2 separate regions of the Mus musculus genome follow, and region 2 is linked to region 1. A link is a contact called in public promoter capture Hi-C data. All regions are on one chromosome and are shown on one strand. The core of a region is the stretch at or near the end of the contact, and the rest is flanking DNA. Distances in the headings are between cores, read along the strand shown. Region 1 holds the start of Ucp3 (uncoupling protein 3 (mitochondrial, proton carrier)). Region 2 holds the start of Il18bp (interleukin 18 binding protein).

What was found. Promoter capture Hi-C pulls out the DNA fragments that hold promoters and counts their contacts.
Region 2: a contact with region 1 is called in a promoter capture Hi-C map of hippocampal neurons, with 3 times the contacts expected there. The contact joins the promoter of Il18bp here to the promoter of Ucp3 in region 1. A contact is called at or near these places in 3 of 39 promoter capture datasets (hippocampal neurons, liver and pre-B cells).

The regions. Positions count from the first base shown.
Region 1 is chr7:100,471,574-100,474,623 of GRCm38.p6, reverse strand. It overlaps Ucp3 (uncoupling protein 3 (mitochondrial, proton carrier)), which reads right to left and starts at 1,633. Exons shown (of 7, transcript NM_009464.3): 1 at 1,530-1,633.
Region 2 is chr7:102,016,819-102,019,868 of GRCm38.p6, reverse strand. It overlaps Il18bp (interleukin 18 binding protein), which reads left to right and starts at 1,637. Exons shown (of 7, transcript NM_010531.2): 1 at 1,637-1,759; 2 at 2,205-2,272; 3 at 2,518-2,582; 4 at 2,928-3,050. The coding sequence starts at 2,555. It overlaps Rnf121 (ring finger protein 121), which reads left to right. Exons shown (of 9, transcript NM_029211.3): 9 at 1-732.

The DNA.
Region 1 (3,050 bases), core at 384-2,883:
TGAGACAGGGTTTCTCTGTATAGACCTGGCTGTCCTGGAACTCACTTTGTAGACCAGGCTGGCCTCCAACTCAGAAATCCGCCTGCCTCTGCCTCCTGAGAGGGATTAAAGGTGTGTGCCACCACGCCCAGCTGTGGGTAAGTTCTCTAGAATTCCCTTCTTCAAAGCCTGTCTGGGGACCACTCAGGCACTAGCAGAACCATCCTGTGTTCTGCTCTGCTTTGGAGAGAAACACTGAGGTTAGACAGGCAAAGGACCTGGGTATGGCTGCTGTCAGGGACTGACTTCTGAGTCCTTTCTGCTGGAGGGAACCTCAGGTGATGTTGGTGCTGAGTCAGGTCCTGCAGAAGGCACGGAATGGAATTTTCTCCCCACGGAGGCCAGGCGTGTCCCTGGAGTTTTTGCTTCCCTGTCAATCCGGGCTTCCCTCTTGTACCCACTTTGTCCTCTGCTACTTCTGACCCTACTGTCTTGTAGCGCTGCCCCATTATCAGTGACTCTTCTGGCTCTGTCGGAGCCTCCAGGCAGGGACAAGATCAACTTACCCTCCTCTGTGAAAACTGTTATAGGGAAGGTCTTAAGTCAGACCATCGTGCCAAAATGAGGAGACAGGAAATGAGGTCAAAGATGATCTCAGGGCCCTTTGGTAGAAGGCTGCGAATGCCAAGGTTACACTTAGTCCAGGGTGGGTGGGGGCCTGGGCCGTCAGAGCATGCTGGTGCAGGCAGCAAGAATAGATGAGAAGGGAGCCTTGGGGCTCTAACACCACTGAGGATACTGCTGGAAAGGTGCTCTCAAGAGACACTGAAGCACGAACTTGGTTAAGAGCTTGCAATTGTGTGTACCCAAGTTTTGAAGGAGTGCCCCCAAACCATCCATCAGAAAGAGAAAGGATGAGCAGACAGACTTGAGTATGTGGGTGAGGCTACAATGCCTGGCGCAGTAGGGAACGCCCTGAGGTCTGAGCTTCCCAACCTCCTCCTTGGCGCACCTCGGTTATTATCGGTCTGATGCCCCCAGCTGGAAGTGGAAGTTGAGAACAATCCTCACCCTGTAGCTCTACTGGGGTACCCACAACATGAGGTACTCTAGCCTATAGGGCCAACCCAACTCTCTCCAACAATACATCCGCATCAAGGATGCCACTAGACAGAGTGACCACGGGCTCTAGACCAGGCTTCAGGCCAGAGGTGCCCTCATCATCTCTACCCAGGAAGGGCCCCAGGATCCTTGCTGGAGAGGGCTTTGTGCTCCGTGGGGATCCTGGGCCAAAGGAGAGGGACACTTTTCATCTGGCATTTGTAAGATCCCAGCAGAGGAGTCAGCAAAACACGGGAGTTGTGAGGAGTCACATAGATGTGGAAGTCAAGGCCCTCCCCAGGCCTGCAGTTCCTTCATCTTTACTAGGTGGGAGCTAGACCGGCTCACTCTCGGTCTCTCACGCAGTGCTGAGTGATCCCAGCAAGCTCCTGGCTGTGAGCATCCATGGAAGGGAAAAAGGGAGAGGAGAGCAGAGTATGGGGTCTTACCTGTGCGTCTAGCCAAGGTTGGGTAGTGCAGGGCCACCCTAAGGCTCCACTCCATTAGGTAGCAGCAGGATCTGACGGCCGGGCCTCACCATTCACTGTTGTCTCTGCTGTCCCTGGCTCGGCACTGGCCCTGTGCACCAGCTGACCTGAAACCTAATTCTGAGAAGCTAGTTGACAGTCTGATCACTTGACAAGAGGCAGGCTGCGGGGAGGGGACCAGTGAGTTCCAGATCTGGTTTAGCTTCCGTGACCTGGGGCTCTTTAATGTGGCTCCTTTGAGCTTTCAAGAGGAGAGCTACCTTGGTGGCCAGGAGGTGTGTGACAGCATTTGTCACCTTTGAGAGCCCAAAGGACAAGGTCTCTTAGGACAGGGGCTCTCCAGGATCCTATACAATGGTTACAGGTGTCACTTCTTAGAGGCCTGACATTCTCAAGAGGGGAGAGGAGAAGACGGGGCAGAGAAGGTAGAGGACATCTTGGTGCCAAGATATGCTTGATATTTCAGGCACAGCGCTTCTATTTCCCACATCTCTAGGAAGCAGGATCCTAAATTTAAAAACAAAGGACAACAGATGTATTGTACACAGCATGTGATTTGCCCACATAGAGCACACAATAGTGTTTAGTACAGTCTGGTTGATCAACTACTACATGCTAGTTCAGAACACTTTCATCATGGCTCAAAGACAAAAACAGAACAAGTCACCCCCTTTCCCTTCCCCCAGCTTCAGGCAACCACTCGTCTTTATTCTGCTTCTTAATTTGCTTGTTCTAGATGCTTTGTTTGAGTAGGATTATATAGAATGTATAGCCTCTTGTGGCTGGTTTCTTTCACAGTGGTGTTAACACACTGCACTGTACCGGTAGACACTGACGTACTGTGTAGAGCCCTCATGTGTCAATGCTTACTTTACACAGAAAACTGACTGTCAAGGACAGACAGCTAGGTCACTGCAGGCCTGACTTGCCTGTAACCTATACCACACTTTGGGTCTATCAGCTGCAATCCTGATTCCTCATGACATGGACATGCTGGGACCGGAGATGGGGCAGGGTGAGCAGAATCCCTTGCAGCAACCACCGTAGGCTGGTCCATCTGCAGGCGCTGAGGTTAAAGACTGGGTGGGCACAGCTGAAGTTGGGAGCCAGGTGGCATAGAAGGGAAACTAAAAGGAGAGGGGAGAGGAGATAAGTAGGACAGAGAAGGTAGAGGACATTTTGGAACTTGAGCGCAGCGCCATGGCAGGGTGGGTGCTGTGACATCTAGACTGTCTATCCTGTTTCTTGGACCAGGACCTGCTCACTGCTTTGAGCTCAGTCTGGAACTATTAATCTGGACATGGGCAGGACTGTGGGAACCATGTGGGGGCTGGGGCTACAAGTAGAAGTCAAACTAGAGGCAGCAGGTTCTGGAGAAACCCAGAGGGAGGAGAGCTCAGGCCTAGCTAGAGTCAAACCTCTGCTGGGAGTTTTAAGGTTGGCTGCTACAGTCTCTGGGTCACCAGAAATACTTTCCAGGCA
Region 2 (3,050 bases), core at 388-2,887, 1.5 Mb before region 1:
GATGGGTGTTGTGTATGACTCTGTTGCCTTTTTGTCTGGAAACTAAAGGCTGGGGGTGGCAAAATCAATGACTTTTCTAACTAGGGAAGCCCTGTGGCCTCCAAATTCACTGACATGTTTTGGAACAGCTAGAAATATGAGCAGCATGGATAACCTGCCCCTGAGCAGGGCCATTGCCAGGCAGAGTATAAAAGCAATCTATATATCATTAAGCTGTGGAAGCTACATTGGCAGCAGCGAATGTTGCAGCTTCTTGTGCAAGTACACCCTTCATGGAAGTGTTGACATGTGCCAAAGGGTACTCTGCACATCACTTCCTTCCTGAAAGCCTAAGAGTGTGTATGTTTGTGTATGCACAGAGCAGACAGACTAATGGATCTCTGTTTTCTGCCAGTCATCAGTGTGCCCTTGAAGCTAAGAGGGGATTCCAGCCCAGGAAACGTCCCTAGGTAGGCTTGGTCATTTGTGGGTTTTTCCCAGGCCTGACGTTAAGAATGGTGAGTGCATAGGCAGAATGAGGCCTGAATAAAGATGGGCTCTGAAAGGGGACTTCTGAGCAGGCCTAACTGTAGTCCTGGAAGTCTGAAGAAAGGGGGAGGGCATCATGGGTCAGCAGCACTGGGTGTCTAGAGAAATTTGGCCTGGCCCATTTGAAGGCAACAAGAACCAAACAGGATCTTGTCATCACATCTGAATAAAGCTCCATGAGCTGGCTGCAAAGCTGGACACGCATTTGCCTTTTTTTTTTTGCCACCTCTTTCCCGGGCCCCCTGGGGTATCTTGGCTTCTTGCATCCCACCTGAGAGCCGGAACCTGGAGCCATTGGTCCTGCCTTCTCACCCATCCTCCCTCTGTGAGAGTGTGTGTGTGTGTGTGTGTGTCTCCTGTCCTACGGCATCAGGGGCCCTGAGGCCTTCACCCCCAGTCTGAGACTAGTACCCTGATACCCCCACAACTCAGCCTGTTCTCTTACTCAGCTGTGGCTTCCTTTTTCCCTCCATCCTCAGAGGAATGAGAGCTGAGCAGAAGGCCAAGAGACAGGCTACTCTTCCTTTGGTATTTGTCCTCCCCTCTCCCTAAGGTGAAGGCTACGTCTATGTTTTACCTTTAGTCTTGTAAGGTACAGTGCAGTTCCTCGTCCTGCACCCCTACCCAAACCCCAGTGGAATGAGAAATCCCCCAATGGCTGTGTGTGGATGCACAACTTCTGGACCTAACTCCTAGAGATCCTGGATTCTGAGGGAGTTTTGCCCTGAATTCAGCAACCTAGGTGGTAGAGGGTAGGTGGACTGCTCAAAAGAAATGTGACTGTGCCACATAGAAGACAGCTTTTAGCCTCCTGCATCTGAACCAGGTATGAATCTATTCCCACAGGTCCTTCCAACCTGCTCCATCCCACTTGTCACCAGTTCTACCCTCTGGTGACAGAATCACAGACCTAAGAGCACAGCACTTTGCCCCAAGTGTGCGCATTGGTCGTTCTGCCCCAAGAGGTTCTGGCACATGCAGGGAGCATGGCTTCAGGGTTTTGTTTGATTCTAATTTTGTTCTTTCCAAGTACCAGTCTCTGAGCTACTGGAGCCAGTGTTGCGGAAGTGCCTTCCTGGCTATTTGGGGTCAGCTCTCGCTTGGCTGGGAGTTTTGTACACGAGCCAGGCAGGGAAGTTGCTCCTTCCTGTGGTGAGATTTTCTTGGGGCCAGGCAGCTATCCTGGCTGAGCCTTAGAGCTCCAAGAAGCTATTCGGGGCTTAGGAGCCAGGTAGGAAGATCTAAATTTACTGAAAACGAACCTGTACAAGTGGCTGTGGCTGTGTGTGAAGGCTGGTGTTAAGTGATACACCTGACCTTGGGGTGAGGGATGGGAGTGGGGGAGCTTGAGAGAAACTACGATATTAATGGGCCAGTGAGGCACTGAATGTAAAAAGGTCAGTGGTTCAATTTGGGGTTCCCAGTACTAATAAATACTGCCTCCTTGGAGTTTGTTCTGGAGAAAGGAAAGTTGGCTGTGAAGGGTGGAAGGGGCAAGACAGGTACAGACCTGTGAGAGACTCATCTTTCTCACCCCTTCGCTAACCTTAGAGAGAGGGGTGAGGTAGATAGAGGATTCCTGTGAGTTTGGAGAGGGGCCCATTCGGAACAGCCTGCTTTCGATTGGGATTCCTAGCTAAGAAAGTGAAAGTGAAAATAGGTGCTCGATTTCCTAGAAGCTGACTGCTGCCTGCCCTTCCCAGAAGGAGGCTGGCAAGCTGGCAAACGGACTGTTGCTTCCCAGGTAAGTCCCTGGCTTTTAGTACTTTCTCTCCTTCCTAAGGGGGTATAAGTTATATAAGTGCTGTTTGGAGCTGGTATGAGAGAAAATTGTTACTATTAACACCAGCAGTGCCTTAAGTGTGGATAGCCCAGCTGGTGGCTACAGGTCTGCCCTCTAAACTACCAGCTCAAATGGGTGTCAGTAACACTGCCTGAGGGAAAGAACACAGATGTAGGGCTAGCTGACTTTTACTTATTTTTTTCCAGAGGAAGTCACAGACACCAGACTTGCTTGCAAGTCATCATGACCATGAGACACTGCTGGACAGCAGGTGGGACATTAGGCTTTGTGGCTCTTAAAGGAATGGAGCTATGTGGCTAACTCTGCTACCCAACACCCCCCACCCCAAGGAAGTTCCATCCAATTCTTCCATTGCTGTAAGCGCCTATGTAGCTACTTTGGTTCTGGCTCCATTTCAAGGCTCCTTTGCACTACATTCAGCAGAGCCGAGGGGTGGGGGCTAAACGGTCTCCACCCACTCAGGTTCCTGGTGAGAACCTAGGAGTATCTGGGTCGAGGTCTGTTCCTACCCAGGTAGCAGCTTGTCCCCAACTAAGATGGGTGCTAGAAAGCTGAGCTTCAGTTTTATTTACAGCTGTAACTGTTTGTTCCTCAGGCCCCAGTTCTTGGTGGGTCCTGCTTTTGTATGTCCATGTCATTTTGGCCAGAGCCACATCTGCACCTCAGACAACTGCCACTGTCTTAACTGGAAGCTCAAAAGACCCATGCTCTTCCTGGT